Regions from separate parts of the Mus musculus genome. Here region 2 is linked to region 1. A link is a contact called in public HiChIP or PLAC-seq data. All regions are on one chromosome and are shown on one strand. Each heading gives the region's core, a stretch centred on a gene start, on an enhancer-like site or on the middle of the called end of the contact. The rest is flanking DNA. Distances are from core to core; before and after follow the strand shown. Region 1 has its middle 25 kb from the start of Gm36084. Region 2 holds the start of Cxcl15 (chemokine (C-X-C motif) ligand 15).

Evidence for each region. HiChIP or PLAC-seq counts read pairs in DNA pulled down with a chosen protein or histone mark.
Region 2: an H3K27ac HiChIP or PLAC-seq map of the HPC-7 cell line shows a contact between it and region 1, with 8 times the contacts expected there. The contact joins the promoter of Cxcl15 here to the enhancer-like site in region 1. A contact is called at or near these places in 13 of 39 promoter capture datasets (3T3-L1-derived adipocytes, the C10 cell line, the HPC-7 cell line and 9 more), 11 of 484 Hi-C or Micro-C datasets (bone marrow-derived macrophages, embryonic fibroblasts, embryonic stem cells and 6 more), 5 of 115 datasets of contacts at active chromatin or transcription factors (the HPC-7 cell line, bone marrow-derived dendritic cells, embryonic fibroblasts and 2 more) and 3 of 9 other capture datasets (adipose tissue, bone marrow-derived macrophages and liver).

What each region holds. Positions count from the first base shown.
Region 1 is chr5:90,688,522-90,691,366 of GRCm38.p6, reverse strand. No RefSeq gene overlaps it. Among named protein-coding and RNA genes, the nearest start is that of Gm36084, 25 kb to the left of the region's middle. Within about 2 kb of position 1,351, at least 117 of the 459 cell types and tissues checked have an H3K27ac peak or open chromatin away from gene starts, as enhancers often do. A contact at or near this core is called in 3T3-L1-derived adipocytes, the HPC-7 cell line, adipose tissue and 6 more, where this site is marked.
Region 2 is chr5:90,793,033-90,795,877 of GRCm38.p6, reverse strand. It overlaps Cxcl15 (chemokine (C-X-C motif) ligand 15), which reads right to left and starts at 1,344. Exons shown (of 4, transcript NM_011339.2): 1 at 1,250-1,344; 2 at 550-679. The coding sequence starts at 1,307.

The sequences.
Region 1 (2,845 bases), core at 102-2,601:
TTAGTATAACAATAATAAATCAGGTATAGTTAAGAGTGGCCCACAGTGGACATTAGGGCCTTAGCCAGCCCCAACAATACATTATGACTGAATAAACTCAAAGCTTACCATATACTCATTGGAACAAAGAGGAGAGAGTTGAATGGAGAGAGTTGATTGTTTTTTAGGTGTTGTCCTTTCTCACTCAGAGCCATTACATAGCCCCTCTGTCACAGCCCACAGACTTCGACTGTGGATTAGGGCTTGGTGTGAACGCCAAAAACGAGGTGGGAGCAGTAAAAGCAGTCTCCAGGCCAGTCACTCAGAACTGCTTTTTGGAAAGTGGATGCTACACCAACCCAGGACATTCAGAAAGGAATGGCCACTTTCATGGGGAGTAAATTCTACATCTTTCACACCTCATTTCTCTCACCATGGCTTGTATCCAGAGTCTAGTTAAAGTAATCTTTGGACAATAACTATCTGCCAAGAAGCATCCTGGGTGGGGAAAAATGGTCTGACCGAACATTAACTGGGACAATGGAGCTGCCCAGAGAGAACGATGCAAGTGGCAGGGTAGCTATCTATTCCACTCCACGTATTCATGCAGTACAGGAACGGAACTCCAGGTACCTGGTGGCCAGATATGGGCTCCTGTAGGAAAATGGGACTCTAGTTGTACTCTTGCAAAATGCTTCTCTATGGGCGTTTTATTTTAGTGAAACTTATGTCTGAAGTATAAATGGCTAGCACCTTCTCACTTTAGTGTTTTTATTGGTTGAAAGGCAAGGGGGTTTTGTGTTTTTTGGTTTTTGGTATTTTTGTTTGTTGTTTTTTGTTTTTTTGTTTTTGTTTTTGTTTTTGTTTTGGTTTGTTTGTTTGTTTGTTCTTTCCTATATGGAAGCTTGGCTAAAAACAATTGACCAGCCCTCACGTAACAGACCCTTTGTTCCCAGGATTAGGTGGTCTTTAGATGAAACCTGGTCACTTGAGACAGAGGATACGTAATATTAGCTGAACATCATCAGTGACAGTGCCTGGCGCGTCCTCACCCTGGCTGTAGGTCCTGACTTCCTGCCTCATGCCTCAGACCTTGGTCCTTCTGTGAAATGAATTCCCATCGGCACTGCTTCACATGATGACTAGAAGCCAGACTACAACACAGAGTAATACTATCCTTGTGTTTGTCACAAAGGAAACCAGGAAATGTTTGGCACTAAGAAGTAGCCTTCGAGAATCATTTCCCATGTTGCATTTGCATTGACTGAACATGGCCCTGACTTTCCAGAGAAGGGAAAGAGTGTGACCAGTACCTAGTGACATCCCATTGACCTCTGCAGCCAGGGTCAGGCTGTTTGTCCTCTTGCCCCATCCCTACTCCTCATAGCTGCCTGCCAACAGCAAAGCTGACCTGCCGATAATTGTGTTTAGCATCATGTGTGCTGCGGGTGAGCAGCCTGTGTTGTGCAACCAAAACTCACTTAGCAAATATTTCAGTTTGTTGAGTCATGAGCCTGACAAGTAGCTGCAACCCATGAAGTAGCATTTCCTGAGTCCAAGCATGAGAGAGGGAAGTGCGGCTAAGCCTTTGTTCAGCATGGTGCTTTCTGCACGTCCACCTGAGACCACAGCTTCATACTAAAACAGTTTTCTCTCTACTCGATTCAACATCAGTTCCCGTTAATCCAAGCAAAGCTCAGACCTTCAGGACTATAACCCAAGAAACACAATGAACAGTAACGGGTGCCTTCTCCTGCTCTGGGAAAGTGGCCCACCAGGAAGTGACAAGTGCCCTTAGCCTGCCAATTCATGAGCAATTGGATGCCTCTTACATGGTAGTACAAGCTGAGAAAAGAATTTCCTGCTATTGACTTACCAATACCTTGGGAATTTTTCAGGGAAGAAATACAAGTTTATTCTTTGCGTTAATAAGGCAAAAAGTATTTCATAAAATTCTTCAACTGAAATGTCTTAATACACAGGGTAGGGTGGGTTTCTGGACCATAACACCATGGCTCAGCCTCACGACTAAGCTTTGTATCCCTCAAAGAGCCAAGACAAACATGGTAACGATTCTTCATTTTTCCTGGTCATGCCTCATTTTCTACATTATTACCATTTCATGGTGGCCTTCTATACCATATGATGAGCCCCCATGGTAGAAGAAACTGCTTCAAATGACCCCTGGACACCCAGTGTGAGTACTGGGAACCGAACTTGCATCTTCTGAAAGAACAAAATGTGTTCTTAACCATTTCCCGGCCTCTAAATTTCTTTTAATTATCACTTTGGTTAGCATACGAGGAACTGAGTTTTACTAGGACATTTTCATATACATATTCCTATTTTTGGTTACTTGCCCCCCTATATTGCTCTCTTCCTCCCATCTTTCTCTCTCTTTCCTCCCCACAAATAGTTCCTTCTTTTGCTTTCTGCAGGCACATAAATTCTTATCTGGTCTTCATTTCTAACTCTCTTCTGGCCAAGTCACATGTAGATAAAGAAAAAAGGGGAGCCATGCTGCTGGAAACTGGCTGCCTGCACAGTAGTCAGAATGTCTACCTTGACTGACAGCATTATTGGGTTAAAACATGCCTGCCCCTCCCCTTCCACTCCACCACCCCCCCCCCTCAAGCTTTATGAAGTTAATCCTAAAAGGAAAAAGAAAGATCTTTAAAAGCAGAATTGATGAAGTTTGCTTTGGAATATTGATGCTGAGCTGCCTAACTACAGGAGGAGAGAAAGCTGTACAGGCCACTTGAGATGGGCCAGGAAGCTCCTCGGGGGAGGGGTCATTGAGAGCCCGGTCTACACCCCCCCCCATAGTGAAAAAGAGCAGAGTCCACTTTAACCCCATGTGCACAGT
Region 2 (2,845 bases), core at 95-2,594, 100 kb before region 1:
TGAGTAATCATTGACTTCAAAGTTCGCTTTTCTCAGCAGAGTTTATGAAATCAACTGTCTCCTCTGCTAAGGAGCTTTCTTTGATTAGTGGTTTGGTTTGGTTTGGTTTGGTTTGGTTTGGTTTGGTTTGGTTTGTTTGTTTGTTTGTTTTTCTGGAAAGACTGCATGCCAGTTTTAGAAATGAGAGCGAGCACAACTACTAGGTAATAGTTTTCCCATACTTGTCCAGAGCCACAGCCTTCTGTCTCTTTATGTAGCACCGTGCTTCTTACTCAACCTCCCTAATGCTGCAACTCCTCAATACAGTTCCTCATGTTGTGCTCCCCCCCAACCATGAAATATTTTCAGTGCTACCTTACAACTGTAATGTTGCTACTGTTATGAATCATAATGTTAACATCTATATTTTCTGATAGCTTCAGGAAACCCCTATGAAAGGATTATACAACCTACAGGTTGAGAATCACTGAAACACATTCTGAAAGAAGATGCCAACCAGAAAACTTTCATGCAAGAGTCTCCACCTTCCTCCATGCCTTTACTACTTACATCACTTCCTTTCTGTTGCAGTAAATGGTCTCGAATATCACCATTATATTTTTAATGAGTTTGAGAGGAATGAATTCAGAGTGTTCCTGAATACACAGACATCGTAGCTCTTGAGTGTCACAGGGACGGACTGTAGGGGAAAGAGTAGAGAGTCTCTCATGAAGAGCAAGTCCCTAGTGCTCAAGTCTTTACTTTGACTTAGGAGCCAATACAGCAGGGCACACAAGACTAACACAGAGTGTATGATCTTAAGGCAAAGAAACACTTTTTAAGCTCCTACTGTGTTTGAGAAAACTGCAAATAAAGTAGGCAACTAGCACCTTGCTTAAAGTTACAGCCAGTAACTAATTGGTAAAGCACTTACGCCTTCATGATTATGTGTAAATTTTATCAGTTGAAAAGTAAGAATTTCGATCAGTTTAATACTCTAAGTCTGTTGGTAATAATTCTTTTACTCTCAGATCTAAAAAGAAAACCATAGATTCTTATAGTCAGCTGGTCCTAATAAGTCAAGTGGAGGGTTTCACTTAACTCACGAAGACTTTCCGTAAACTTAACAAACTAAATGCTTTCCTGCTCAGGCTTTAATTTAGCCATTTCTATAGTTTGATTAATGGCCCAAACCACCTCATTCTATTTGAAATGTCTTCTGGGTTTTCCCAGTACCTAGATAGAAAAGAAAAATTCCCCGTTAGCTTACCGAAGATGCCTAGGTTAAGGACAGCCAGCAGGAGCATGGACCAGCCTTGAGCAGCCATGTCCGTCTGTGGCCTGACTCTGGTCTGGATGGTAAAACCAGCAAGGCCACAGGGCTTCTTTATATGCTCCCAGCAGCCCCGGAGATTTTCTTTCTCTTCTTCCACTCTCCCCACTGAAGAAGGAAAAGTGGCATGCTTGCCACTTCACAAGCCCAGAAGGAGGCTGGGCTTAGCTTTGAAGCTTTGTTTAATTAAGAAGTTGAGAGCAGGTTGAGATGAACTCGAGGCATATGGATAAGAATCTCTTTTTTGTTGGAGCTGAAACTGTGTAAATATAAGGGGCCCTTGTTGTTGTCGTTGATGAATGGGGCCACGAGAACATAATTTTAACAAAACCCTGCTTTGGGCAAAGAAGGGAACTAACATACTTTCCTAGAGCAAATATTTGCTTTTGGCTCTTGTACATATTACTATGGCCCTGCTTGAAGTTTTAATAGAATTTTACTGTGGTGAAATCATGTTATAGCACCAACTACAGAAGAAATGGAGTCCAGACTGACACAACCTACTAAGAGTTATCCTATCAAGAATAGAAGACTACAGCTATTTGGGACTTAGTGTGTATAAGCTTCCTTGGGTTTTAAGATTAATTAAGTAGCAAAAGACTATGAGATTTGCTCTCCTGGCTCTTAAGCAGATAACTGATCTTAATTATCTAAAATAAACTGTTCCTTGTTTTAGCACACACAGCAATAGCATAAGCTGTCACAGCCAGAGGCTAGGTGGCTTAAATGGCAGCAATGTTGTGACTTTTAGAGAATTCAAGTCCAAGACCAAGGTGTGGGCAAGGTTGTCCCTTTTCTGGTATTACAAGGGACAGAAATGTTCCAGGTATTTTTACTGAGTATACTCATACTTGTCCAGAGCCACAGCCTTCTGTCTCTTTATGTAGCACCGTGCTTCTTACTCAACCTCCCTAATGCTGCAACTCCTCAATACAGTTCCTCATGTTGTGCTCCCCCCAACCATGAAATATTTTCAGTGCTACCTTACAACTGTAATGTTGCTACTGTTATGAATCATAATGTTAACATCTATATTTTCTGATAGCTTCAGGAAACCCCTATGAAAGGATTATACAACCTACAGGTTGAGAATCACTGAAACACATTCTGAAAGAAGATGCCAACCAGAAAACTTTCATGCAAGAGTCTCCACCTTCCTCCATGCCTTTACTACTTACATCACTTCCTTTCTGTTGCAGTAAATGGTCTCGAATATCACCATTATATTTTTAATGAGTTTAAGAGGAATGAATTCAAAAACAATACACACACACACACACACACACACACACCAGCAGAAATCAAAATAAATAAACAAAGGACTAATAAAAGAAACCAAAAAAACCCAAACAAAATGGAGGTATAAGTCTACAAAACTACCATTGAGTTTGTTCTCTGTTGGCCAACTGCTCTAGGACATGGGACTTACCCTAAAGTATGATTAATATCCCTACTAAGACTCCATTACAGAAAACTGATAATGTTTTTTTGCTGTCAGTCTGTATCAATTGCAAATAGCTTCTTGGCTAGGGG